7 separate regions of the Mus musculus genome follow, and all the other regions are linked to region 1. The links are chromatin contacts, called in public HiCAR-type, HiChIP or PLAC-seq, Micro-C and promoter capture Hi-C maps. All regions are on one chromosome and are shown on one strand. Each heading gives the region's core, a stretch centred on a gene start, on an enhancer-like site or on the middle of the called end of the contact. The rest is flanking DNA. Distances are from core to core; before and after follow the strand shown.

Region 1 (3,528 bases), core at 748-3,247:
GGGGCAGGAGTATATTTCGTTTCTTTCTTTAAACTCAGGAAAGTCCCGGTGGCTGAGACTGATCGTCTGTCTGCCTTGGGGTCTACTTCTGGTAGGGACCTGAGAGCCTAAGGTGTGTGCTCACTCCGGCCAGCGCTGTGCTCTGCGCTGTTTCTTTTCTGCCTGCAGGTTTATCTCTCTCACTCTCATTTCCCCCCTTTCCCCGCGTTCTTTTATTCTGCTTTCTCTTTCTCTCGCTTTTGTGAATGGGCCGCGGTGTCTTTGTTCTGGAGAGAAGCGCCCGTGTCGCTGACTTTTGTGAACCAGAGAAGGATCTTGTAAAACCTCCTTTTCTCCTCCGTAGTCCCCTCTCACACCCCTCCTTCCCTGCCCCTTTGATTAGATGTTCCCTCATCGTTCAAAAAAAAAAATGTAATTTCGTTAGTCTGGCGGCCACTTTCTTTGAACATTAGCTCGCTTTCAGCTCCAACTTCAATTAGAAGGAGTTGATTTTGAGAGACCAACAAAAGAACCGACCAAAGCCTTATTAAAGGTCCTAAGAAGATCTCTCGGTCCTTTGAGAAGCAGTTAAGGAAACAGTGTGCCCTCCGTCATATTCTGTTACCGTATTTTATTCGGACTCCAAAGAAAAGTGTCGCGTGGGGGAGGGGAGAAGCACTTTGATGAGCGGCAGTCGCGGCCCTTTTCACTCAGCGGGCTCCCCCCTTCCTTCTGGTCGCCCCGCACCCGGTCAGCGACCACAGCGGACCGCGCGGCCTGGGCATCGCGGTGCTCCGCTCTACCTTGCTCTCGGCGGCTGCCGAACTCACCCACGCACATACTGTGGTTCAAACTTTTCGCCCGCCTGTTGGGGTGAGAACGGCAGAAGATGAGGAAAAAGAACTAGGAAAGAGTGTAAGTGTGGTCCCTAGTATTCAGTAGGAGATGCCATGTAAAAATATTGCCTTGTTCGGGGTTGGGCCGAAAATACTCTTCCCTCTCGCTTTGAAAAGTACACACAAGAAGACGATCTCAGCAAGTTTATTCGGCTGGAAACTGGGGTCTGCCAGTAAGAACAATCCGGGGAAATTGTTTCGAGGAGGCTCCTCCAGTAAGGTGTAGAAAATGAAGTGAGAGGGATCGGGGTGTGTAGCCACATTTTCCACCAGACTGTTCGTTGTAGGTGGAGATCTGGAAAGACTGACAGATTGTGAAAAAGAAAGTTTTCTATCAAATCCATGAGAGAGAGAGAGAGAGAGAGAGAGAGAGAGAGAGAGAGAGAGAGAGAGAGAGAGAGAATGTAAGGAGATTTGAGTTCCAACGGTTCCGAAGAAGCTTTTAGGACTTGCGAACACCTTTGGTGAGACTGCCTGGGAGCCCCTGGAAACGCTGTGCAGCTGGGAATTGGCGGCGCCTCCCCTGCCGGTGCTCTTTCTGGGCGCAAGAGTCCCGGGTCGCCGCAGGGCGCCCTGCGCGCCGAGAGCTGCACCCCCACTCCCGGCTCCGCTCAGCAGCCCGCGCCGGCGGCGACCGCTGGTTGTGGGGGAGCGGAGGAGGAGTTGCTGGGGCCCCAGGGAGCATCAAGGAGTGCCAGGGGCCAGCACGCCCCGAGTCCTCGGCCTGGGAAGCCTGGCTCCCACAGTGCGGCAGAGCCTGGCGGCGCGCGCGCGCGAGCAGGAACCGGTTATCCAGCAGCTTGACGCCACTCCTCCGGAGCGCGGCCCGGGCAAGGGGAGGGCGGGGGCCCTCGGGCGAGCCTTGGGACCCGGGGCCCCCTCTGTGCCAGCAACTCCGGCGCAGCCTTCGCCCTCCTCAACTCGTTCTGAGCGGAATTTGCCAACCTAGACCCAGAGTTAGCGCGCGACCGGGGCGGGGCCGGCGCGCGGGGAGGGAGGAGGTGGGGGCGAGGGAGGGCGGGGGCGCGCGGAGGTAACCCGGGCTCGCCATTGCCCAGCTCCCTGTCACTCAGTCCGCTCTAGGCCCCCTATTGGAGGCCGAGCCCCGTTACGCACTCGCCTCGCGTTCACATACCCGGGGAGGGCAGTAGAAAGGTGATCAATCTTCATCAGGCTACATTTCCAATCACCTAAACAACCGAGCAAGACAAGCCACTCCGACAAGGTAAATTGCTTGATTTATTTAGTTTGCCAAGTGACTATGCAGGATTTCTCCAGTCCCTACCGCCTCCGGCTTGCTCCGAGAGAGTGCAGCTGCCAGCGCAAGCCACCTCCTAACTCTGTCCCTCGAACACCCCCTACTCACCCACCCCACCCCCCGGGTCCCGGGCGAGGCCAGGTCTTGAGAGGAAAAGCATGTGGGACTTTGCAACAAAGTGTTTGAGCAATAAAGTGAAACCTGGAGGTACACGCACAGAGCTCCTAGAAAAAATGCAGGAGACGGGAAGAGGGAAGTTGAGGGAAGAGGAAAGCCTAGGGTCCCGCCGTCTCCGGGGTAATACCTGTGCGCCTCCGTTTTGCAGGTTGGCTGCCGGCGAGTCTCGGTGAAGGCGAGAGGTAGATGGTGAAAAGCCGCGACTGCGGAGGGCAGGTAAGGAGGGAGTCGCCGGGCCGCGCGCCACCCCGGGACGATGGTGGCCCCTCTCGTCTCCCCGTCCTCTAATCGACCCCCGCTACCTCTGTCCGGGGCAGGTGGGCGGGGTTGGAGTGAGAGGCCGGGCGCCCCTTGGCTGCCCTGGGGACCCCAGGCCGCTCGGGAGCCGGCCGCCCCCTCCCCCGCCTCCTCCGAAGCTGCGGAACTGGGCTGCTAAGTTAGACGAAAGTACTCGAAAACTCACACCGCAGCCGGGCTTAGCCGCGGAGGCTGCAGGCCTGTGGCCCTTCGGCCCAAGCTCTTTGAATCCTTCCTTTCCGCCTTATGTGCTCGCTGACCTCCCCCCACCCCCTTAGTCTAGGCTGAGGGTCCCCCAGGGCTGAGGCGGGGAAAGGAGTTGGGATGGGGGAGCTGCTTTAGTTTTACCTCCCTTTCTCCCCGGAATCTCCTACCCTTGGGTCCTGGGATGTAGCTTCAAGCCCCCCGCCGGTCCCAGTCATACTCCCAGAACCCCTTCTTTTGCTGGAGCAGAGCTGCGTGGGCTCAGAGTGTCTGCGCCGAGCCTCGCCCTCCCGGTCGGCTGTGCGTGAGCTTTACAACCTGAGGCCTAGTTCCTTGCTCTCCATCGGGTTCATATAGGACGGCCGATGCGACGCGACCTGGCACGCTAGGCCTTCCAAAATCCCTAGAATGTTTGGGGCGCTGGGTTGGCCATCAAATTCTGGTGGGACTCGGTGTGCTTAGCAGACTTGGTAGAAAGAAGGCCCGCCTGTGCGAGCAAAGGAAGAGGGGTGACCGCCTCGGAGGTACCCCTGACCTTGGGCGGCATCCTGAAACTGCCACTTCTACTGTGGTGCCTTTGGCGTCTTCTTGCCGCCTTAGCCTGGCCTGGGCCGCATCTACCCTGGAGGTGCGGTGGGATTCCTGTTCAGCTATCTCTTAGTGCTAGGGGCCCAGAGAGGTCAACTAGAAAGGTGATTGCAGGCTCTGGGGTAGGAG
Region 2 (3,528 bases), core at 665-3,164, 980 kb before region 1:
CAGGAGAGGGGATGTTTTACATAAACAAACACATGAAAAGACACACGATAAAAGATTATTTACTAACAATACACATACATTGGTCTGCCTTATATTATATAGTTGAGCTACATTTGTCGGAATGCCATAGAGAGAAAGGTACCAAAAAACTTTTAGTGGTGTACTATAGTTTGTGAGCTGATTGGGTGTGTGTGCTGAGGCAAGAGCTGTGCTCTAGGTGAGACACATGGAGGACACGTGATGTTTGGAGGGCATAAACAGGACTCCAGAGACAGAGCCTGACTTGCTGATGCAGCTAGCTATACAGAACAACCTCTCCCCAAACCTCAAATCCACATCTTTTATGGAGCCACAGTTCCAAACACATCTCCTTAAAAAAAGATGGAGGCATTTGGCTGCCTTGCATGCCTCCTCACCAGTGACATAGCTGTGCTTAAACACACTGCAGTTCATAGTCTATTATACCATTTTCCTTTATTTTAATTTTTTTTTTTTTTTTTTTTGGTTTTTCAAGACAAGGTTTCTCTGTGTAATCCAGGCTGGCCTCACACTCAGAGAATGCCTCTGCCTCCCAAGTTCAGGGATTAAAACCCAGTATGCTATTTTTATTTATTTATTTTGGTCTTTTTGAGACAGGGTTTCTCTGTATAGCCCTGGCTGTCCTGGAACTCACCTTGTAGACCAGGCTGGCCTCGAACTCAGAAAACTGCCTGCCTCTGCCTCCTGAGTGCAGGGATTAAAGGTGTGTGCCACTATGCCCGGGTTTTTATTTTAAATTACAATTAGCTTATACTAATTTTTCCAATTGGGAGCTAATTTACATATTGCAAAACTGTCTTTTAGTGTATACAATTCACTGTGCTTTGGTAAAGGACAAAGCCGTGTAGTTATCACCAGTGGCTGCTCATAGGCATTTTCATCATCTGAAAACAGACTTTGTACCCATTATGTCATTTCCTATTCTTCCCTCCTTCAGTCCTTGACAACTGGATTTTTGTATGGATTTGCTTAATTTAGCAGTAAATAAGATTGTCCAGTTGTCTTTCATGTCTGGCTTCATTCGTTTCACGCATTTTTTTTCTTTTTTTCTTTTTAATTATGTAGGCCTGTCTGTGCACATGAGTACATTGCTGGTGGAAGCTTTCAATTTCTGAGGTTGGAGTTACAGGAGGTTGTAAGTCGCCTAAAGCGAGTGCTGGAAACTGAACTTTGGTCCGCTACAGGAATAGTATACATTCTTAACCATTGAATCTGTCCAGCCCTCATTTAGCACATTTTAAAGGTTCACCTATATTATAGTATCATGCTACACGCTTATTATAGCTGAATATAAGTAAGGGTTTTTTTTTGGGTAATTATGTAGATAAGTATTTACTAATGCGATTCCACTTTAAGAATGAAAATAAGGCTTTGAAAAATAGTGGTTATAGAAATGGAGACCAGACTACTGATAATGGCTAGAAAGACAACGTACGGGTATACACAAAGGAATTAATGCAAGCAAAGAGATCATGTCCTCATGAAGTAGCTACATTTGGGGGGCGTGGGGAAAAGATTATAGAGCTTAGAACTGAGTAGTAGGCACTGCTCATTTAATTGCAAGCTGTAGAATGAGATACAGCCATCGAAGAATTAAGGTGGCATTCTTACGGAGTTACAGTTAGGTATCTCCAGCCAGCGATCGTTCCTTTGAGTGCGCATTTGCACATCGGAGTGAAGAAGGAAACAACAAAAACACAGTGACTCTAAAGGAAACTGAGTGGATTTGGCTGTGGTGGAAGTAGTGGATGTGTGTGGCAGAGCAAACGAGAGAACTGTTTATATCGACTAGTGGAGGAACCCGGCATCGCGTTCCGTGGCTGCCTTTGCCAGCTTTTATGGCCCTTCTCGGCCCCCGTAGCGGACCGGAGCTCAGCCGCTGGGCGGCAGGCCCTCCTTAGCCATGGCGGGCGATCTGGAGGGTGGCAAGTCCCTGAGCGGGCTGCTGAGCGGCCTAGCGCAGAACGCCTTTCACGGACACTCGGGTGTCACGGAGGAGCTGCTGCACAGCCAACTCTATCCGGAAGTGCCACCGGAGGAGTTCCGCCCCTTCCTGGCGAAGATGAGAGGACTTCTCAAGGTACGGTGGTTCCGCCGAGCAGCCCTGCCCTCCTCGCAGCCTCAGGCCCGCCCCCAGCCTCGGGTGCTGCTGTCTTTGGGCGCTCAGCGACCCTCCTGAGCCGTGGAGGTCGCTCTGTTGCGCCCTTGTTTTAGGGACACATAACGGTGAAAACATTGATTTTTTTTTCTCTCCCTCAAGACTTTCTGTGTCTGTAGTATAGATAAGTTTCGAGTTTTTTTCGCCTCGGACTTTGATGTTGCACCGGGCGTTGTAGTGCACTCCTTTAATCTGTGCACTTGGAGAGGCAGAGGCTGGCAGAGAGTTGTGTGAGTTCGAGGCCAGCCTGTTGCACAGAGTTCCAGGGCAGTCAGGGCAATGTGGTGAGACCCTTGTTTAAAGAGAGCGAGAGCGTGCTTGCCAGCTTTCCTGGGTTGTGGAAGTTGGGGAGCGTTAGCATGAGGTGGTTGGTGAGATAAAGGATTGATTAACTGGAGTAAACACCATTAAAGCAGTCGACTCTATGATTTCCAAATGGAACGAAGTATACATCAGACTGTCTCATGAAAACTATTAGAGGGCAACATAACAGGTGAAATTAACTAAAAAGATTTATTTTTATTTTATGTGTATGGGTGCGGTGCCTGCATGTGCACTGGTGGTTGGAACGGTTATAGGCCACCACATGGGTGCTGGAAACCCGGGTCTTCCTCAAGAGCATTATTAGGGCTCTTCTAAGCAGTCTCTCCAGTCCCCCATTCCACCTGGGGTTTGAGATAGGATCTCTTGTAGCCCAGACTAGCCTTGAACTCACGTGTAGTTGATCCACCTTCCACTTCCCAAGTGTTAGAATTTCAAGCAGCTACCACCATCTCCTGCTGTGACCTCTGTGTGTGTGGGTGGCATGGGGTGGGGTACCTTGCACTATCTCACTCTGTGTGGGGGGTGGCGTGTGGGGGGATACCTTGCACTATCACTCTCTACCTATCTTTCCAGACAGAGTCTCTCTCTCACTGTACCTGGAATCCAGTCTCACTGACTGGCTAGAGCAGCCAAGAACTCAAGAGATCTGCTTGTATTTGCTCTCCCAGAGCTTGGGTTACAGAAATAGGGGACCATGCCCAGCCTTTTCATGGGTGCTGGAGAATCAGAACCAGGCCCTAATTGAGCTATCTGCCCAGCTGGCAGCTGGTTCCTGTGACTTTTTTTTTTTTTTCCCCTTGGGTAAGCTGTTATAACTAAAGTGTATTCAAGGTATCTATCATTTATGTAATTACTATTCAATGTATTGTTTTCACAAAGTCTTTATTTTCTGTGTATTGAAGTTTTGCCTGCATGTGTATCTCTGAATGTGTTGGAACTTCTGATGCTGGCGTTACAGACAGTGGTGATCTGTCATGGGGATGCTGGGAATTGAATCTGAATTCTCT
Region 3 (3,528 bases), core at 466-2,965, 960 kb before region 1:
TTTATGTTCTAGACAGAGTTATGTCAGAATAAGACATGCTGTCATGGAACTCCTGGTGAGCTGAGGATGTGGGTGCTGCTACTGCTTTCAGACTGTCGGTACAGGGGCGCATCCCCACACACATCCCAGAGTAAAATCCCAGAGTGGAATGAGGCAGAAATGGTACAGAGTTTCAGTGTCGTAAAAGAAGATGCTAATAGGAATATTTAACTCAATTCTAGTATAACATGCTCAGTAATCATTCCCTCTCCTTGGGGACTTGCCATGGAGCTCTACCTGCCCTAGAACTTATATAAACAGGCCAGATTTATTCTTGGCTATTTTCCTGACTTTATGTCCTGAGTGCTGAGATTATAGTCATGAGCCATCAGGCTAGTCTTAAAAGTAATATTTCTATTTCTATGTAATATGGCAATTAAGCAGTAAATGTGTTCAACTGTAATGTGAAATAATCTATCAGGATGATTGGGTGTTTGCCACACAATTTTAAAAAGAAAATTAAATTTTTATTTATTTTACTTTATCATTATCATTTTTGTTTTCTTTTTTACTTTTTTTTTTTTAATGTATGAATGCTCTCTCTGCATATACACCTGCATGCCAGAAGAGGGCATCAGATCCCTTCACAGATTGTCATGATCCACCATGTAGTTGCTGGGAATTGAACTCAGGACCTCTGGAAGAACAGCAGCAGCCAGTGATCTTCACCACTGAACCATCTCACCAATCCGTCCACACAACTTTTATATTAATAGAGACATCAACAACAGTAGATCTGTAGCTGTCCTTGGCCTGTGCGACTGCAGCTGCCCTCAACCTGGTTTGGTGTACCTACAGCAACATCTGGCCAAGGAAGGAAGCTTCTGGGATTCCCACTTCGCCTCAGCTACTTTTGTCCTCAGATTTAGCTTTGCATCATAATTATCCATGTGTCCAGCATTTGGTGGCTCCTTTTTGCCTATGGATAACAGTGTTACGAGTTTTGGCACACTGGTTTGATTTACACCACCTTCTCAACTTTCCTGCAAATTGTTAAACTAAACTAGTTGGCTTACGTCTAACAATACATATTTCTCACTTGTAACAGCTAAATCTTGAAAAGATGAAAATCACTCTCTAAGGGATATAAATAAAGCTTTAATAGCTAATCCTTGGGTGGTAACATTTTTATATCATTGATGGTAGAAAGAATCAGTTTGACTTTTTAATCAGCAGCAGCAGCAGCAGCGATGCCAGTGTCCATATCTGTGTGCAGTCACTTAGGACAACCAGCCAGAGAAACATGGCTCAACAGTTAGGACTCTTTGGCTCTCTGGTTTTATGGAAACTTAGTGCTTCTGACGACCATGTTGTCTGTGAAATGGAAACTAGAATATGAGACTCAATAGAAGTAATAGATGTCTAGGCTGTGCAGCATGGGCTGGATTGAAGACAGCCACAGACCACAGGCTAGCAGTGTGGGCCCAGTAGGTGCCATTGCAATGAGCAAGTATGTAGTTGCAGAGATGGGAGAGACAGAGAAGGTAAGAAGTTTGTGACTATGAAGAGAGAACTGGAGACAGGCTGGCGGTGAGGAACAGCCTGATGTGAGAGAGGCCTGCATTGCCATCTGAGACCATGGTGATGTCTCATGCCTGTGCTGCTGCTCAGGGTCATGTCTGGACTCACCAAAGACCATGCCTCCGGAGGTGGTGTTGATTTGCTACCACACAGTGGCGCCCTGCCCACATGGGAGAGCTGATCCTGCCCCTGCCCCTTACCTAGGCAGCCTGGGAGAGCTGGCTCTGGAGAGCTGGCCCCACTGATCACTGAAGAGCTGGCTCTGAGCCTTGCCTGGCCAGCCAGAGAGTTAGCTCTGGTGGTGGTGTGTGGGAGAACTAGCAGTCTGATCCATTTAACTACCACCTAGGCCCAGATTCAGGGCCGGTCCTACAGACCCACAGCTTCAGGATCTCCATGACACAGGGCAACAGCAGGCTATCCGAGAGGAGTCCTGGTGAAACTAAGTTCAATCAAAATATGTTCTGTAGCTAGGCAGCTAGCTTTGTCTAGTTATCTACCAAGTTCAAATATATTGCTTTTTCTTTTATCTTTATAGTCTATTGCATCTGCAGACATGGATTTCAACCAGTTAGAGGCATTCCTGACTGCTCAAACCAAAAAGCAAGGTGGCATCACCAGTGAGCAAGCTGCAGTCATCTCCAAGTTTTGGAAGAGCCACAAGATAAAAATCCGAGAGAGTCTCATGAAGCAGAGCCGCTGGGACAACGGCCTTCGGGGCCTGAGCTGGAGAGTCGATGGCAAGTCTCAGTCACGGCACTCAACTCAGATACACAGCCCTGTTGCCATAATAGAGCTGGAATTTGGAAAAAATGGACAGGTGAGTCCAGCTTCAATTTCCCTTTGTAAATTGTGTATTTTCATACACTTATTTTACTTTTATTTAACAGAGTTTGCTGAGGTAACCCTAAAATCACTTTTAGAGGTAGAATCATGTGAACATTTTGATGTTTTCAGTTATATACAGAGTTTAAAAAAGCAGCTACATGTCTTTGCAGTTGTCTCAAAAGGGCAGAGTCGGACAGTTTTGACTGCAGTCTCCCAGGCAATGATAGAGACACAAAGAGCAGGAGCCAAGGTTAGTGGGTGCACACCAAACCTTTCCTATCCTGTTATTTGTGTAGTCAATCCAGTATGGGAGGTGATAAGTCCTAATCTCTTAACCATATCGATGCATTGTTCCTAAAGACCATGTGTGCCATCTCTGGCCTCAAGCTCACAAATCATTTTCAACTGGATCTTGATTATTCACGAGCCAGTGCTGCTCACCTCTGGAGTCGCTAATCACATAACAGGTGGTTTTAGTGTCTATGCAGATTCTCTTAAAGCTATCCAGCTCCTGCTCCAGCTCCTGCTAAATCAGACTTCAGGTGGCCTGGCTTATGGTTTTTTGAGTGGGGAAGAGGGGAAACAAACTGGTAATTAGAGACTATCCAGACCACTGAGTTATCACATTTATTTTTGAAAAATAATCAAATAAGGGCTTTCATTATATCCTGCACTAGAAATGTATTTTCCTTCTCAATGGTAAGCACAGTCCCTTTAGCTGGCTGGTTTCTTCACACATGCTGTTCTTTAGGTTTTTTTTGTTTCTTTTCCAATGTAATTCCATTTGATTTTAATTAAAGGTGCTTTGTTAATTAAGAAAATTAGAATCCCTTTTACTCATTTAGTTTAGAATAGTGTTAATTGTAGCAATGGGCTTGGGCTTATTTAATTGTGAAGTCTAGTCAGTCAATTGTGCTCTCTATAGAAATGTGCCTGTGCTTCCCCCAGGACAAAGGAAACAAAGTGTGCTGAGAAAAAAAGTCAAGAGAGGAGTAGCAGGTGGACTCGGAGCTTTTCTGGTCCGTGCATAGGCCATCTACTTTTTATTCTGGCAATAGTGAGTGCACACATGTGTCTGTCTCTGAGAAGACTGCCCTTAGGACACCATGTCCCTGCACATACCCAACACCTACGCTCAGC
Region 4 (3,528 bases), core at 663-3,162, 930 kb before region 1:
CTTTTCAAACAAGTATTACCAACTAACTTTAATATTGACAGATGATAAAAGGATACTTGCCTAGAGCATAGTAGGTACAGAGTGGAAACTCTTAAAACATTGAAGTGACCCAGATGGCTTTCTCAGAGTCAGACTATCACGTGCAGGCACTCACAGCCCTATCCCTGAATGCAGCCTTGCTGCTTAGAGCACTGTCTATGAAACATTTGGGCTGTGTGCTTGTTTGGATTTTCTATTCACAGATTAAATGAAGAATCTCTTTGGTATAAACTCCCACTTCAGTGTGGGCATTTATACCATTTTTCTTTGAGATTAGAACAGCCACCTGACTTTGGTGATTATATTTTTGTTCCTTTGAATTGTGTTTGGATCTTTCAGCATCTGACTGGAATACATGTTGTTCTTCGGTGTTTGGCTGACGATCCCTTTAGTGCAGTGCGGAGGAGATCTGTGTTGTTTCTAAGTTGTCTCTCCTTAATCTCATTCATAGCTACAATTTTTGCTTCCTGCACTCTTGATTTTGGGTTGAGCTTTACTTTAAGTCTTCTTGCTGAGGAGAATGCTGTCTGCCAGCTGCAGGTGTCTCCATCACCCATTGTGTATGGGCCCCAGGCTTGGTCTTCAGATGTGTGATCAAGAACTGTTGATTTTCAGGCCCCGCCCTCTAGGTTTATGCTTTGTGTGTGTGTGTTTCTTCTCCATCTATTTAAAAAAAAAATATGTGTTTTATTTATCCAACATTTTTAAGAGGTATCTTTCAGGAGATGTTGGTAATTGTGATTTCAGAAACTAATGACTATAGTTACTTTAACAAAGATAATATTATTAAACCTATTACTTTTAAGATGGTGTCATGCTGGGCTGGAGAGATGGCTCAGTGGTTAAGAGCACTGACTGCTCTTCCAGAGGTCTTGAGTTCAGTTCCCAGCAACCACATGGTGGCTCACAACCATCTGTAATGAGATCAGATGCCCTCTTCTGGTGTGTCTGAAGACAGCAACAGTGTTCTCACATACATTAAATAAATAAATAAATAAATATTTAAAAAAAATAAAAAGATGGTGTCATGTATTTCAGAATAGCCTTTCTATGTAGCTCCTGATTTACCTCTGCTTCCCAACTGTGAGGATTATAGGCTTGCGCCACCACATCTGGCTCATCTATCTATCTACCCATCCATCCATCCATCCATCCATCCATTGTTGAAGAACTCACCATTGCAAAAATATTTTCTGATTTTACCTGGCAAGTATATGGTAAATCTAATTTAATTAATAGACTTCCAAGATTCAAAATACATGAATCAAAACTAATTTACCCCTGCAGTTGCCACGCCCTAGAGAAGTGCAGCAAGGGCACTCTGAACACCTTAACAGTGACAGAGAACTGCAGCTCCAAGTTGCCTTTGATTCCAATATTTCTGGAATAATTTAGGAGAAACAATAGCTGTAACTAAACAACTCGGTGGAGATTTGGATTCTGCTGCCCACTTTAATTACTAAAGTACAATTTAAAAGCTGCAAAAGGGAATAGAGAAGAGAGGAATAAGAACAGGAAGTAGCTGCTGCAGTATAAGGGGGCTGGCGTGCCCAGGTGCCTGTGCTGGATCTTTCCATTTACCACCCACGAGAGAACTGCAGCAGAATTTCCCACTCAGTGTGGCTGATTATAGCTGATGAAACTAACATCACTTAGGTTTAATTTGAATTGACATGACAGTACTTGTCCTTATTTCTTTTGAAAGATAAAATTGGAGAGAACACAGTAGATTCTTGAATTACTTATCATTTCTGATTTCACAGTTATTTCCTAAAATGACTTGTAAGACTCCTCCCCCACACTCTGACACTTACTGAGAGCTTTGTTTAACATTTACATATCTATTAGGTAGATGGAGGAGGAAGGGCAACTGTCTCCATGGTTATGAAAATGCCTAACCCCGGGGGTGGGGAGGGGAAATTTGACTACAGGTGCTTTCCTTACATAATGACTGATGGGGATGCAAATCAAGATGAAATCTCTACAGATTTGATGTTATTGCTGCAGTCCTCAGTTGAACTCCATATCAGATGCAAAGAAGGTCGAACTTTTCAGTCTCCTACTGTTGCTGCCACACCCACTGCTCTCAGCAGAGTACTGAATAATAGTACTTGCTTTCTAAACAAAGTAAGAATGAGCCAATGTTAACCATTAATTTCCCAAATATAAAGATGAGCATGAATGAACTAATTTCTGTAGCTTAGTCAAGGGACTTCCCCATCTCACCTTCAGCAGCTCTTGTTAGGCTCCAATTCCCAGAGAGCCTTGGAAGGGATGTGACTTCTGAGTACAAAAGGCAAAATGTTTCCTCACTCACTGCTAGGTACATGGCTCATACTCCAATTTAAAAAAAAATTAAAAAGAAGACTAACAACAGAAATCCATAAAAGTATATCTCAGAAATGAAGACCTAAAACTGAGAGAAAACTGTATGTTTATATTTACAGTTGATGAGGAAAAGGGTTTACACAAGTACAGTTAGACAAAAACGGAGGTAAAAAACCGAACTCTCCAGGTCGGACTTAATTCCGGGACTGTTTTGCCTGCTCCTTTCCTCTTGGCCTCAGGGCAGGATACCTGCCAATTGACACGGTCAGAGAATGGTCTGCTGTTGAGCTTGTAGTCTTCCTCCAACTTAAAGTGTGTAGTAATATGCTAGGTTTCCCAGGTCGAAGCTCAACAGGGTCATCAGTGGTATAGAACTTGTGCTAGAATGTAATGCTTATTAGATTCTAGGGCTGGAGAGGCGGGGAGTGGGGGAGAATATGAATATGAATGAGAATTAGATTGACCATCAGGCAAAAGGTTTATTAGAGTTGTCAGAACAAACAGCAAGGTCTTCAATGAAGCTGAGCCTGCTCAAGCAGAGCAGACTCTGTTCTTTTAAGGCCCTGGTGAGAGAGTAAGGGCAAGGGGGCTGTGCATGAGTAGGAGATGGTCCAAGGTCATCTGATATCATTCAGGTAGACCTAGAAACACAATGTTTATTTATACTTCTGGCTGAAGTGGCTGTTTAAAGGCTCAGGAACATTCCTAGATCTGGGCTGAGGAGGCATTGGGGAGACTGTGGTAGTGTAGCACTGGGCTGTTTGGGGCTCTGCTGTCTGTAAGGACTTGGTCATAGTGCAGTCGAGGCAGCTCTTGTGAGAGCTATGAGAACAGAAAGGCTGCGTCTGGGTACGGGTGTGGTCAAGTCCGTAAATCCCTTTGGAGCAGCATCTGAAAGATCTGGGACCTAACAGTAATATTTTCTATACATAATAGCCTGATACCCATACATATTATGTATTATGTGGGGAGAAAGAATAATAAATAGATTGTTGATTATTTTCTCAAATCCTAGTTAGTGAGAAGCACATAATGCCATGCATGCTGGCCCATACCTATAATCTCTGTATTTGATGCTTAAACAAAGTAATTGTGAGTTTCAGGCAAGCCTAGACTACTTAGTGAATTCGAGGCTAGTCTGACACCCTGTTTCAGAAAACT
Region 5 (3,528 bases), core at 311-2,810, 760 kb after region 1:
AATACCACAAGAACAAATTATATGAGTGTCAACAACAACACACGGATAGTGTGTACAGTTTTACTGTGAACAGACTGGTACTTATAGTAACAGTTCTAAGGTTGCCAGAACACAGTTTAAAACTAGCCAAAAGACAATACAAAAGTTAGCATCTAACATCCTAAACTACAACTATCAAGTACAAAGTGACCAATTTTACCTAATGATAATTAGTGTAGAGCACCAATACCCACTTCTAGGAAACCCAACTCACTGTACTACATACAGTCAGACATATCCTATCATTACATCTGTTCCAGCCAAACTGCTAGGGAGTCAAATAGTTTTCCAATTAGAGCTCCCATTTATAAAACTCAATGCCCATCAAGACCTGCAGCATAAGTTATCACCTTCTTCTCCATATACCACAAACAGCGTATCATAATATCCCCTGCCCGCTGAACATGTATTAAGACTGACCTGAGTTTGAGAACCCGAAATTAAATCAATTAGAAAACAGAAGTAGCCCAATTTAATTCTTCGAAAGTAAAAGACGTCTCTATAAGGACCAAAAACCAAACTTGGTTAAAAAGGTATTTTAAGAAACACTTTGTAACTCTAATAGGCCAAAATTCTTTAAAAAAAAAAAAAAAAAAGTCACCCTAAGCCATACACGGACAGGCCAAGTAGCTAATTATAATGGTCAGGCAAAAGTTCCCAGACAACCCACAGGGAACAGGGAAGGCCTGTCTTTGTATCCCTGCAGACAGCAGTTAGCAAAACTGAAAGAAATAAAATAATTTAAACTACAATGCAAAACTGCACAATGCCGAGTTCTTCTTTGGTTTAGTATTCTCGGGCGGGGGGGTGGGGGGGCGGTGTTTTTATTCTAGAAGGCTCCAAGAGGGGTTCAGGCCTGGCTGAAAGGAGACAGGGAAAGTTTGGGCTCCGCGTCTACAAGGACTGATGGAAGTTGCTGGTCCCGGATTCCGGAGAGGGGCGAGGGGACTGGGGCGGCACCTGCGGACGCCGGCCGGGGCTGGGGCACAGCTGCCGGCCCGGATCCTGGGAGTGCCGAGAAGGAAGTGGTGGTGGCGGGGAGGATGAAGCTTCGGCTCGGTCACCGGCTCCGAAACTCTGTCAGCTCCAAGCCCCGAGGAGACGGAGGGGGTGGGGTCCCGCCGCCCCGCCGGTCACCGGGTCGGGGGAGGGTGGCCGCGAAGCGCGGGCCCGGCACCTACCTGCGGTCCCGGGCGGCAGCCCCAGACGAGGCCTAGTGCACCGCCGCCTCCATCCCTCCACGTCGCGCCGAGACTGCTGCTCCGCGGCCGCCGCCGCCCTGCGCGCCGGGTCCGAGCCCGGTTCCCGCCTCCGCCCCGCGCCTGCTGGCCGGCGGGCCCGGGAGCACAGGGCCGCCCTCTCGAGCCCAGCGCCGCTCGGGGGCAGAGCGGCCGCGGCGGGCCCCTCACGTCTCGCCCGGGTGTCCTGTCAGCCAGCAGTCTCCCCCGGGTCCGCAGCGCCGCCTCCGCCGCTGCTGCCGCCGCCTCTCCCACATCCCCGGCCTCCAGGGGAGCCGCCGCCGCGCCGCGACCACCGCCCCCGGCGCCTCAGCTCCCCACGCCGCCGCCCGCCTCACGCCACCGGCCCGGCGCGGCTGGGTCCGCGGAGAGCGTGCAGCAGGCCGCCGCCGCCGCCAGGCCGCCGCAGCCCCCAGCCCACAATCCACCGCGGCGTCGCCGGGGCGGGAGGGCCGCGGCCAGACCGGGAGTCGCCGCGCAGCTCCGACAGGGCCTGGCGCGGCCGCCGCAGAGCTAGCGACCCCAGAGCGGGGACGACCCCGCGTGGCTGCCCCGTGCCTCCCCCTGTCGTCCTCGTAAAGGCAGGAGTCGTCTCGGATCTGCGCTCCAGCTCGCACGGTTCCCCCCCCCCGCCCAGGTTGTCCAAAGAAGCCGAGCGTTGCCTTCCGCCTTCCCTGGCGAGCGGGCGGGAGCGGACCCCTCGCCCCCCAGACCAACTGACTCCCGGCCGCTTACACCCACTAAAGCCCTAGCTTCCGCCTGCCCTGACTCCCTCAGCCCCTCATAGTAAACAAACATGGCTCCGTCTCCAAAATTAATGCCTTTCAAAGGTGAAAGGTCAACTCCAGATACCCCACTGGCCTCCAGCACTTAAGGCCTTTTGAGGCTACCCTGTCCCCCCAGTTCCTGGCTTCCAATCACCTGTCACATTTCTCAGGCGCATAAGTCAGTTGTCCCTGCCCTTTAAAAATCTGAAAAACTTGGGTGTGTGTGCTTATTATTAAAATCTATTTGTGATTCCTAACAGCATTTCCAATTAGGCTGAGTTCAGAGAGAATTGTGATCTTACTAGTAAAATTACCATCTGCAAGATAGGGTGTCTTAGACTACAATATGTTTATAAGTCTCCAATCACCTTTGGTTGATTCAGGAGTCTTGAGACTCAGAGCCACCAAGGTCTGGAAAAATAAGAAAAAAAGTCTTAATTACTTGAGGGTCTTTCTTAACTTTATGAAGATTTTATTCCATTTTGGAACTGTTTAGCCTACAAATAAGTTTCATGCATTTCAAAAGTCTGTTTTACAAAGCAAAAGTGAAAATGTAACTCAGTAGTTAACTGGAAAAAGAAACTGATGCAAGTCTTGGTCTTAGTAAGTCATTGAAAATTGCTAACAGCTTTTGTTAATTTACTCACCAAAAAGGTATGGTTGGTCAGGCAGTGGTGGCGCATGCCTTTAATCCTAGCACTTGGGAGGCAGAGGCAGGCAGATTTCTGAGTTTTGAGGCCAGCCTGGCCAGCCTGGTCTACAGAGTTCCAGGGCAGCCAGGGCTACACAGAGAAGCCCTGTCTAAAAAAAAAAAAAAAAAAAAAAAACAAGAAAAAAAAAAAAAGGTATGGTTGAAGGACAGAAAGGACACAGAGAAAGGAAAACACAAAAGATTAGCCAAAAGAAAAGTCCTGCGCTATATTTTTCTGAATTCAACTCTTTACAATGGAGCCAGGCACAATGGAGCAGTCCTGTAATCCCAGCATTTTGGAGTAGAGACTTGAGGATCAGGAGTTCAAAGCCACCCTCAGAGTCCACATGGGACACTCAAGGCCTGCCTGGGTAATGTGAGACTATCTCAAAAAGAAAAGAGGAAAAAAAAAAAAAAAACTCTACAATAAAGAGGGTAAGAATACATCCAACAAATAATAAATACATGTTCTAGTTTGCTTCTCCATTGCTGTGGTAAAACACCAAGACCAAAAACAACTTGAAGAGAAAAGGGTTTATTTCTTCTCTCAACTCCGAGGTCATAGTGTCACTGAGGGAAGTCAGAGCAAAGAGTCAACCGGAAACAGAGACCTGAGAACACTATTGCTGCCTGGCTTCTATCCCAGAGCTTGCTCTGCTTGCTTTTTTATCCCACTCAGGACCATTTGCACCACCATAGTTAGCCCAGCTCTCGCACATCAGTCATTAAGGGAGGAAATGTCTCACAGACTTGCCTTTAGGCCACAAGGTGAAGGCAATCCCTCAGTCAGGCG
Region 6 (3,528 bases), core at 452-2,951, 630 kb after region 1:
GGATGTAGAGTCTAAGCAAAAACTCCAGAGCAAGTGTCGTTATTAAACTGACGTCATTTGTTATTTTAGAAATTTTTTTCATTTGGAGAAAGTTATTTTCTTAGCTGAGATATTTGGATGCCTAAGGTTTTTGGATTCTACATAAGCAACATGAACACTATCTTTTCCTGTGTTGTTTAATAACATTTCCATATGAACCCAAAGGACTGAATAATGAAAGCTCTCTCTTTTCTAGAGAATAATTTAGAAATTCTCATTTACCTTGGCTGAATAATGTTGTACATTTCAAACCCTTCTGGAAGTGCTTGGTTACAGAACTGACAAACCAAGTAGGGTAACGCGAGAATGTTAAAGAAGACAGGCAGTCTTACAGGCTTAAATGGTTGGCAAGACTAGCTGTGATTGGGCACACCTCAGGGAGTCCCCAGACGGGTGCCAACGTTCTGGCTTTTAACTTCATCTTTCTTTTGGAGACTTCAAGATCTATCATCAGCATCTTAAGGATAATAAGTCATTTTCACTTTGGCTAGAAAAGTAAACGCCCAATTCCAGCACAAACGTGCCCAGGAGTGGGATTCGAGGCAAGGCGAATAGTGATGGCTCTTTCTGGAGAGCCTTTATTTGGCATTCCCTTCGACGCCCCCAGGCCCTCCTCCTGTTGGTGAGCCACACACATCCCATCCCTTTACTTGATTCTGAAAAGGTTGCCTTAACCCTCCTCAAACCCTAATTGGTGGCAGAGCCTTTGGGTCCTCTTGAGAAGAGCCTGGTGTCCCTGAGGAAGGGGAGTTCAAGGTTTCCTCAACGGGCAAATTCTGGTGGAGTGCAAACACAAGCACACGCTTCGGTTTTCTCACACGCTCGTGGCATCTGCAAACAGCAAGCAGAGACAGACGTGCTTGGCACCGTGCTGCTGCCTGTGCAGCTCCCACGCGTGGGATTCCCGCCTTCGCTTCTGCGCCCGCCTCCCTCGGGCCTCGAACGCCCCGCCCCCTGCCACCTCCGCGTGTCTCATTGGCCAGGTCCTTAGGCAAACTTCGGCTCCGGACTGGCGGCTGTGCCTGTCGCTCTGAGCAGTAGGGACATTTCCGCATTGGGAGGGGGGAAGGAGGGGGAGGGGAGGTGTGTGGCGAAAGTGGGGGCTCCGGTGTCCGGAGGCGGCGGGCTGGAGGGTCAGGGGCTGCGCACGCTGGCGCCAGGCTCCAGGTGTTTGCGTGTGACGGGAGCGGAGGGGAGGTCGCCTCGGCCACGCTCGTGCAGCGTGCGAGACCTGATTCCAGGCCCCCAACTTCTCAGCCCTCGAGGGAATAGGAAGGTGGGTGTCGCTTAAGGGGCGGGCCGGGCTCCGAGCGACCTCCTTGTGGGGTCCTGCTCCGAAAGGCGTGGCCGGGGGCCGACAGTGGGGCGTGGAAGAGTAGGGGGCGGGCGGGCGGGCGGGCGAGGGCGTGTCAGGGAGGGCCAGGCCTCCCGGGGGGTCTGGGCGGCCAGGCCCGGGGGGCAGGGAGGGGGCGAGCCGGGCCCTGGTGTGGAGCGGCTGCGTAGGGGAGGGCGGCCAGTGGAGGCCGCGGGCAGCTGTCTGCCCGAGTGCGGAATTCGCAGCATCTCCGAGTCCCGGCTATTTATGGGCTGGAGAAAAGGTTGCGTTGCCCCTTCGCCGGCCTCCCCGCCTCCCGATCTACACGGGGCGCCAGCAGCTCGCCGCTGGACGGCCGCCGGCGAGGGGCCTCGGGGTGCGGCCGGGGGCCTGCGGCAGTCCTGCCCTAGAGGGCGTGGAGACCGGAGGGCGGTGAAGCGGCTCTAGGTCCGCCTCTCCATTGATGAAATTTAAGTTCGTCTGGTTTTACCTTTTCCGGAGTCTCCAGTCGTCCCCTGTTGGTGTCGGGATCGCTGAGTAGCCTGGAGTTCCCTCCCAAGCTGAGTCGGTCCCACCAAGTTTTCCGTCTTCAGGATTTTTCTTTTTAAAGACTAGTTTTGATTTTTTTTCCCCCCGAATTCTTCTTTAAGTAGTTAAACATCGGAGGAGAAAGAACACTTCGGTTGCAGGGAAGGGAGAGAGACCTTCCTTACAACGTAGATTCTAGAAATTGAAAATTATAAGCCAGATTATTTTAATAAGATCCTAAAATGTCGAGATTTGTACAAGGTAAGACATTTTGCTTTCTGTCTCTTGGCTGCTTCGTCCGATTTTGAATATTGGTAGTCTCTAAGTAAGTGGGTAGTTTGTAACTGGAAGTGTTCATTTGTGATACCGTTTGCCAGACCTTTTTGGTTAAATTGGTATTTAAGCTGCTTTGCGCCACTTATTGGGTTGGCATTTCATATACGTGTTTGTATGCCTCTGCGCCCTGCAGGGGTTATTTCTACCTTCTAAAATCAGTTTTAATAGTATTCTGACATCGTGGATAGTAATTGTAAAAATCAAAACAGGATTTTTGACTGCTGATTAATTCTTGTTCCCTTCTTGCACTCGATGATAAGTTAGTTATCTTTGTGGGACAAGGAAACCCAGAGGGCTAGGGACAGGCAGATGCGTTTGTCAAGACTAGTAGGAAGCTCTCCACTTCTTTTCTGTGTGTACGTGGATTGAGTCTCAGAGTAATTTATTGCGAAATCAGTAGTTTGTAGACACTGGAGGTCATACCAGTCAGAGAAATGACTTTGCTGCAGTGCTCTTAGCTTTTTCTTTTTTAATATAGAAAGATTATGCTTTCTTTAAATTTGAAAATTACCATTCAAATCTGTATATGTGTAAATAATGCATTTAGCAAATACCCCTCAACCAAGCTGTAGTATTGCAATTGGGTGCTGCCTTAAACTTCTGTCACAAAACTGTATAGAGTTTGCCTATAAGAAGCCTTTCCTTCCAGACCCCAGTGTGTGAAAGCTTCAGCCATCTTGCTTAATACATGCAGTAAAGTTTGCAACCGCTTCACGTGATCCTCAGTGACTGTCCATGCACCTTTCCCCTTTCCTTTTAAAGTTATGCTAGGGATGTCCATCATTTGACCCTGGAAATGAAAATGCCATACAGGCTTATGCCCCACTTTACTAACTCTTAAGTTTTTCATATTAGATTAAAGGAATCTGCCTTCATTATTATGGAAACAGATGGGACCGTTATGCCTGTCTGCCTTCAGCACTAAGCTCAGAAATGTCATTTTGCCATTATGTTTGAAGTTGGTGTTACAGTTGACATGAAGCTAGAGGTTTCTAAATCGAGAAGACACAGGTGGCTGTGGACATTGCTACCCACTTTTTAAAAGCCCATTATTTTAAAGTACTTCTACAGTTTTCAAAATACTGCACAAGTGTCAAAATGAAGAAATTAACGTGTTTGCATTAACTAAGCTATAAGCTCAGTCTGATTCCTATCTCCATGATGCAATTCAAGACGACACATTTGATTTAAGCAGGCAGTTTTGTACAAAAAGATGATACTCCAAATATGTTTAACTCAGTCCTGGAATGTATCATTGCGCCATTGTTGTGTTTAAGTGTGAGCTCTAAGTGCTTATCGTGGTTACTGTT
Region 7 (3,528 bases), core at 675-3,174, 590 kb before region 1:
GAAAGGAGCCAAGGACCAAGGGAGGAAGAAGAAGGAGGAGGAGGATGGAAGAGGGAGGAGGAGGAAGAGGAGGAGGAGGAGGAGAGAACCAAGGGGCAAGAGGTCAAGAAGGCCAAGAGGAAGTCAGCCAGGAGCCAAATGACAGTTTTATATAGGAATGAGGAGTTGGGGGAGGGACGAGGAAACCCCCCTGCCCCTGGGAGGGAAAGGTTTAGGGTAGGTTGGGGTGAAAAGGGCTGGGAGGAACCACTGTGAGCCTTGGCCCACTTTCTTTGGGACCTGACTGTTGACAGGAAGGCTATGGGTAGGAAAGTCAATGTGTTGTGGTCCCCTCATGAGGACCTGAAGATTGGTTGTGGAAATAAGAACAATTCAGTTTATGGCCAGAACATTTAAGGCCTGCCAACTCTCTGTGATTCCAGGCGATGCCTGTAATCTTCGTAGCCCTATGAGTGGAGGGTCATATTAAAGAAGGCCATGCCTGTGTGGCCCTGTGCCCACTAGTTGGTGCTCACTGCTTGTGGGTTGGAGTGGTTAGAGGAGGCTTCTGAGACTGGAAGCCCCCTGCAAATAGGGAATGCAGAGTTCATCTCTCTATCGCCATCCCTAGCCCATTCCTAGACACCAGGGGTCAATGAAAAGAAAAAAAGAAATATATAAAGAGGAAAGGAAAGGAGAGGTATGGTAGAGGAAAAGCTTATTGTAGATAAAAGAGAGAGTGAGGCAGACACATCTGGGAGAGTCCAGAGTGGACTGAGCTGGCACATGCAGGGAGATGGGACACCAGGTGAAGCATCTAAGAGGCTAAAGGTACAAATGACGCTGGTGACCCAAATAGCTGGATTATAGTGAAAAACTTCTGTGGGGAAAGACAGCTCAGCCTCTGGGCTGGAGAGCTCAGGGCAGAGGATGGGGTATGCCAGCCAAACCCTGTAACAGGTAGGGACTGAGAGAACAGGGACAGGGAAAGTCTGGAGGCCAGGTCTGCTTTGCTATGTAAATAGACTCCTCAGCCATCTGTCCTGGTTTGAAACCTAACAAGGAGTCATTCAATAAATTCATTTGAAAGGCATAGATGATGGGCATGGAGCTGGGGCTGAGTCTGGAAGGACAGGACTTGTCCGGTGTCTAGGAGAAGGGAGGATCTTGTGCCCAGCACATGGGGCTGGGCTTCCTGCTGTTTGCTGACAACTTGCTTGCAGAAAAGCATTTAATGGCTGGGCTCCTTTTCCAAGTGCTGATTGTGGTCAGCCCATAGCCTTTCAGTCCATCTGGCAGAGGGATACATAGCCTCATCAGCATGCCTTAATCCTATCAGGACACAGAGTCCAGGATCCTGGCATTCCACAGACATGGGAGAGAGGAGGGGCGAGTGGGTGCTGGAGGGGGTTGGGGTGGGGTGGGGGTGGAGCAGTCTGAAGCCCCAGGCCCCTAAGCAGAGCTTGGTGAAGTTTTAGCCCCAGCATCGGGTAACTGAGGATATGGAGGGAGTACAGATTTTTTTTTCTTTCAGGAAATCTGGAGGAATTTGGAGTTCTTTATGGAATGTGGGGATAGTTTGGCTCATTGATTATTTATGCAGGCTTTTCAAACATTTGCATAGAACAAGCTAACCTTTGCAGGGCTGTCAGGTGTGGTGTACCTTGTAATCCCAGCATTTGGAAGACAGAGGCAGGAAGCTTGCCATCAGCTTGAAGCCAGCCTCTCCACACAGCAGGTTCCAGTCCAGTCAGGGCCATGTCAAGATCCTGTCTCAAAGAGAGCTCTGTACATTTTCTAGCAAAAGTGCCAGACTGTCAGTGGGATCCAAATGATTCCACAAATAGTCCTCTTTAGTAAAAAGACGTGGCCATGGGAAGCCTCGGCAGAGCCTCAGGGCCTGCAGCCCACACGACAGCTCCTTCACAGTCCTTGTCCATTTTATTCCTGCAGACATTGGGCTCAGAACGATTTTAGTTCACTACTAAAGAATAAACCCAGTGTGTGAAGGATGTGTACTCATTGGGTCTGGCTGGAACCTTTCCTGTCTGGCTCCCAAATAAAGCTATTTGGATTTACTCCAAGCCTCACAGAGCTGACTGAGCTTAGGGCTGGAAGATCTGCTAGCTGACAACCTCCTTTTCCAGTTGACCAAAATTCCAGGACCATCAGGGACTCTTCAGGGTTATTTCTGGGCACTGGGTGTTAGTACCAGGACACTCCAAGCCTCGGCCTAACAATGTGACCCTTGACCTGCGTTGCCAGGACAACGACCCTCAATCCCACAACCCATTTGGCTCAGTTCCCACCCTCACTGGCATGACATCATTTTCTATATAAATTAGGAAGTCACCTCTTCCTTTCTCTCTTTTTCCTTTTCTCTGCCCTTCTACCTGCTTCGCTGCCCCCAAACCTCTCCCATGTGGAACCACCTTGGTCTGGTCTGCTGTCTGGTCTATCCACTCAAAATATTTCTAGATTAATATTATATGATATTAATTAACATACCACTGGGCAATGGGGTGGTTGATTTTGGATTTTTCCAGTTTCTAGTGTGTCACCCAATGGATGCCAAGAATTACATTAGACATCTTTGGCAAATTGAGAAAATGCTCACAACAGAATTACTGGTGTCAAGACCCTGACAAGAAGCACACAGAGGCATCTAGACTAACATATTAAAACCCACTAAACATGCTAAACAGACTGTAGAGGGTAGCAATCTGCAGTACTGAGTGTTTCAAGATAAGGTCTCTCTGTCCTGGAAATCACTCTGTAGACCTGATTGGCCGAGAACTCAGGATCTGCCTGCCTCTGCCTTCCAAGTTCTTTAAAGGCTTGTGCCACCACTGCCCAGCTTTACTGAATTTAACTTGGTTAAATTTTATTTAAGCTGCAGCTGACCAGTCGCCTTGTTTGGATTGGAGACTGAGGTCCAGCAAAAAGGAGGAGTGGCTTTTAAAGGCAAAAACCACTTTTTTTTTTTTTTTTTTTTGGATGTGCACTTCTGCAGGTGGGAGGTCGTATCTGGGGTCTTTTGCATACCTGGAATTCCTAGTCTTACAGCTTCAGGTTGCTTACAGGGCTGGCCTCAGAACTTTAAGATCTCAGCTATTACAGTGAGGATCATGCACGCTATGTGGAATGCAGGTATGTGTTCTTAGCACTGAGCCTTAGCCCAGAATTGCAAAGAAAGTCAACCTTTTCAGACCTGCCTTCTCCATCAAAAGGTCGTTAGGCAAAACGGGCATCATCATGCTATGCCAGGCCCTAACTACTTAAACAGGATCCCCTTGGTGGGCTGAGATGCTACCACCAAGTTCCCTTTCTGGATGAAAAACCAAACACTGGCTTGCCTCACAGCCAGACCCAGGTAGCAGACTCCAGGTTCTGCCTGAACACGGACCTACCAAGTTGCAAATATAGTAGAGCTGGCAGCACGGGCAATAGACAACCTTCAATCCTGAGAGTTCCAGAAGGATGTCTCCCTACACAGCACTAGGGACAGCATGTCAGAGAACCAGTCCAACTCCACCCCGTCCCCACCGG

Evidence for each region. Promoter capture Hi-C pulls out the DNA fragments that hold promoters and counts their contacts. A called contact is a pair of places that touch in the nucleus more often than the background predicts. HiCAR-type assays count read pairs that join an accessible place to other places. HiChIP or PLAC-seq counts read pairs in DNA pulled down with a chosen protein or histone mark. Capture Hi-C pulls out chosen DNA fragments and counts their contacts.
Region 2: a promoter capture Hi-C map of adipose tissue shows a contact between it and region 1, with 5 times the contacts expected there. The contact joins the promoter of Commd1 here to the promoter of Otx1 in region 1. A contact is called at or near these places in 16 of 39 promoter capture datasets (the 3T3-L1 cell line, 3T3-L1-derived adipocytes, the HPC-7 cell line and 10 more), 9 of 484 Hi-C or Micro-C datasets (embryonic stem cells, muscle stem cells and neural progenitor cells), 10 of 115 datasets of contacts at active chromatin or transcription factors (astrocytes, bone marrow-derived macrophages, embryonic forebrain and 5 more) and 3 of 9 other capture datasets (adipose tissue, embryonic stem cells and embryonic tail).
Region 3: an Esrrb HiChIP or PLAC-seq map of embryonic stem cells shows a contact between it and region 1, with 21 times the contacts expected there. The contact joins the enhancer-like site here to the promoter of Otx1 in region 1. A contact is called at or near these places in 3 of 39 promoter capture datasets (cranial neural crest, embryonic stem cells and stem cell-derived epiblast-like cells), 1 of 15 datasets of contacts at CTCF or cohesin (embryonic stem cells), 6 of 484 Hi-C or Micro-C datasets (all in embryonic stem cells), 5 of 115 datasets of contacts at active chromatin or transcription factors (embryonic forebrain, embryonic stem cells and stem cell-derived neural progenitor cells) and 1 of 9 other capture datasets (embryonic stem cells).
Region 4: a contact with region 1 is called in a promoter capture Hi-C map of hippocampal neurons, with 4 times the contacts expected there. The contact joins the enhancer-like site here to the promoter of Otx1 in region 1. A contact is called at or near these places in 3 of 39 promoter capture datasets (embryonic stem cells, hippocampal neurons and stem cell-derived epiblast-like cells), 2 of 115 datasets of contacts at active chromatin or transcription factors (embryonic forebrain and embryonic stem cells) and 1 of 9 other capture datasets (embryonic stem cells).
Region 5: a HiCAR-type map of astrocytes shows a contact between it and region 1, with 2.7 times the contacts expected there. The contact joins the promoter of Vps54 here to the promoter of Otx1 in region 1. A contact is called at or near these places in 2 of 484 Hi-C or Micro-C datasets (the HL-1 cell line and embryonic stem cells) and 1 of 115 datasets of contacts at active chromatin or transcription factors (astrocytes).
Region 6: a Micro-C map of embryonic stem cells shows a contact between it and region 1, with 4 times the contacts expected there. The contact joins the promoter of Ugp2 here to the promoter of Otx1 in region 1. A contact is called at or near these places in 1 of 39 promoter capture datasets (embryonic stem cells), 7 of 484 Hi-C or Micro-C datasets (cranial neural crest, embryonic stem cells, stem cell-derived germline stem cell-like cells and 1 more), 6 of 115 datasets of contacts at active chromatin or transcription factors (astrocytes, embryonic stem cells, microglia and 2 more) and 1 of 9 other capture datasets (embryonic tail).
Region 7: an H3K4me3 HiChIP or PLAC-seq map of forebrain shows a contact between it and region 1, with 6 times the contacts expected there. The contact joins the enhancer-like site here to the promoter of Otx1 in region 1. A contact is called at or near these places in 1 of 484 Hi-C or Micro-C datasets (the N1E-115 cell line) and 5 of 115 datasets of contacts at active chromatin or transcription factors (astrocytes, craniofacial prominence, embryonic forebrain and 2 more).

What each region holds. Positions count from the first base shown.
Region 1 is chr11:22,000,120-22,003,647 of GRCm38.p6, reverse strand. Otx1 (orthodenticle homeobox 1) reads left to right here and starts at 1,997. Exons shown (of 5, transcript NM_011023.3): 1 at 1,997-2,100; 2 at 2,459-2,526. Gm32517 (a long non-coding RNA gene) reads right to left here. Exons shown (of 3, transcript XR_003949861.1): 3 at 3,064-3,214.
Region 2 is chr11:22,980,670-22,984,197 of GRCm38.p6, reverse strand. Commd1 (COMM domain containing 1) reads left to right here and starts at 1,914. Exons shown (of 3, transcript NM_144514.2): 1 at 1,914-2,119. The coding sequence starts at 1,943.
Region 3 is chr11:22,955,263-22,958,790 of GRCm38.p6, reverse strand. It overlaps Commd1 (COMM domain containing 1), which reads left to right. Exons shown (of 3, transcript NM_144514.2): 2 at 2,099-2,380. Among named protein-coding and RNA genes, the nearest start is that of Zrsr1, 15 kb to the left of the region's middle. Within about 2 kb of position 1,715, at least 60 of the 459 cell types and tissues checked have an H3K27ac peak or open chromatin away from gene starts, as enhancers often do. A contact at or near this core is called in embryonic stem cells and stem cell-derived epiblast-like cells, where this site is marked.
Region 4 is chr11:22,935,010-22,938,537 of GRCm38.p6, reverse strand. All of the region lies in intron 2 of Commd1 (COMM domain containing 1), which reads left to right. Among named protein-coding and RNA genes, the nearest start is that of Zrsr1, 35 kb to the left of the region's middle. Within about 2 kb of position 1,912, at least 30 of the 459 cell types and tissues checked have an H3K27ac peak or open chromatin away from gene starts, as enhancers often do. A contact at or near this core is called in hippocampal neurons, where this site is marked.
Region 5 is chr11:21,237,064-21,240,591 of GRCm38.p6, reverse strand. It overlaps Vps54 (VPS54 GARP complex subunit), which reads right to left and starts at 1,560. Exons shown (of 23, transcript NM_139061.5): 1 at 1,221-1,560.
Region 6 is chr11:21,368,802-21,372,329 of GRCm38.p6, reverse strand. It overlaps Ugp2 (UDP-glucose pyrophosphorylase 2), which reads left to right and starts at 1,701. Exons shown (of 10, transcript NM_139297.6): 1 at 1,701-2,143. The coding sequence starts at 2,125.
Region 7 is chr11:22,586,472-22,589,999 of GRCm38.p6, reverse strand. No RefSeq gene overlaps it. Among named protein-coding and RNA genes, the nearest start is that of Gm51939, 3.8 kb to the right of the region's middle. Within about 2 kb of position 1,924, at least 94 of the 459 cell types and tissues checked have an H3K27ac peak or open chromatin away from gene starts, as enhancers often do. A contact at or near this core is called in the N1E-115 cell line, astrocytes and forebrain, where this site is marked.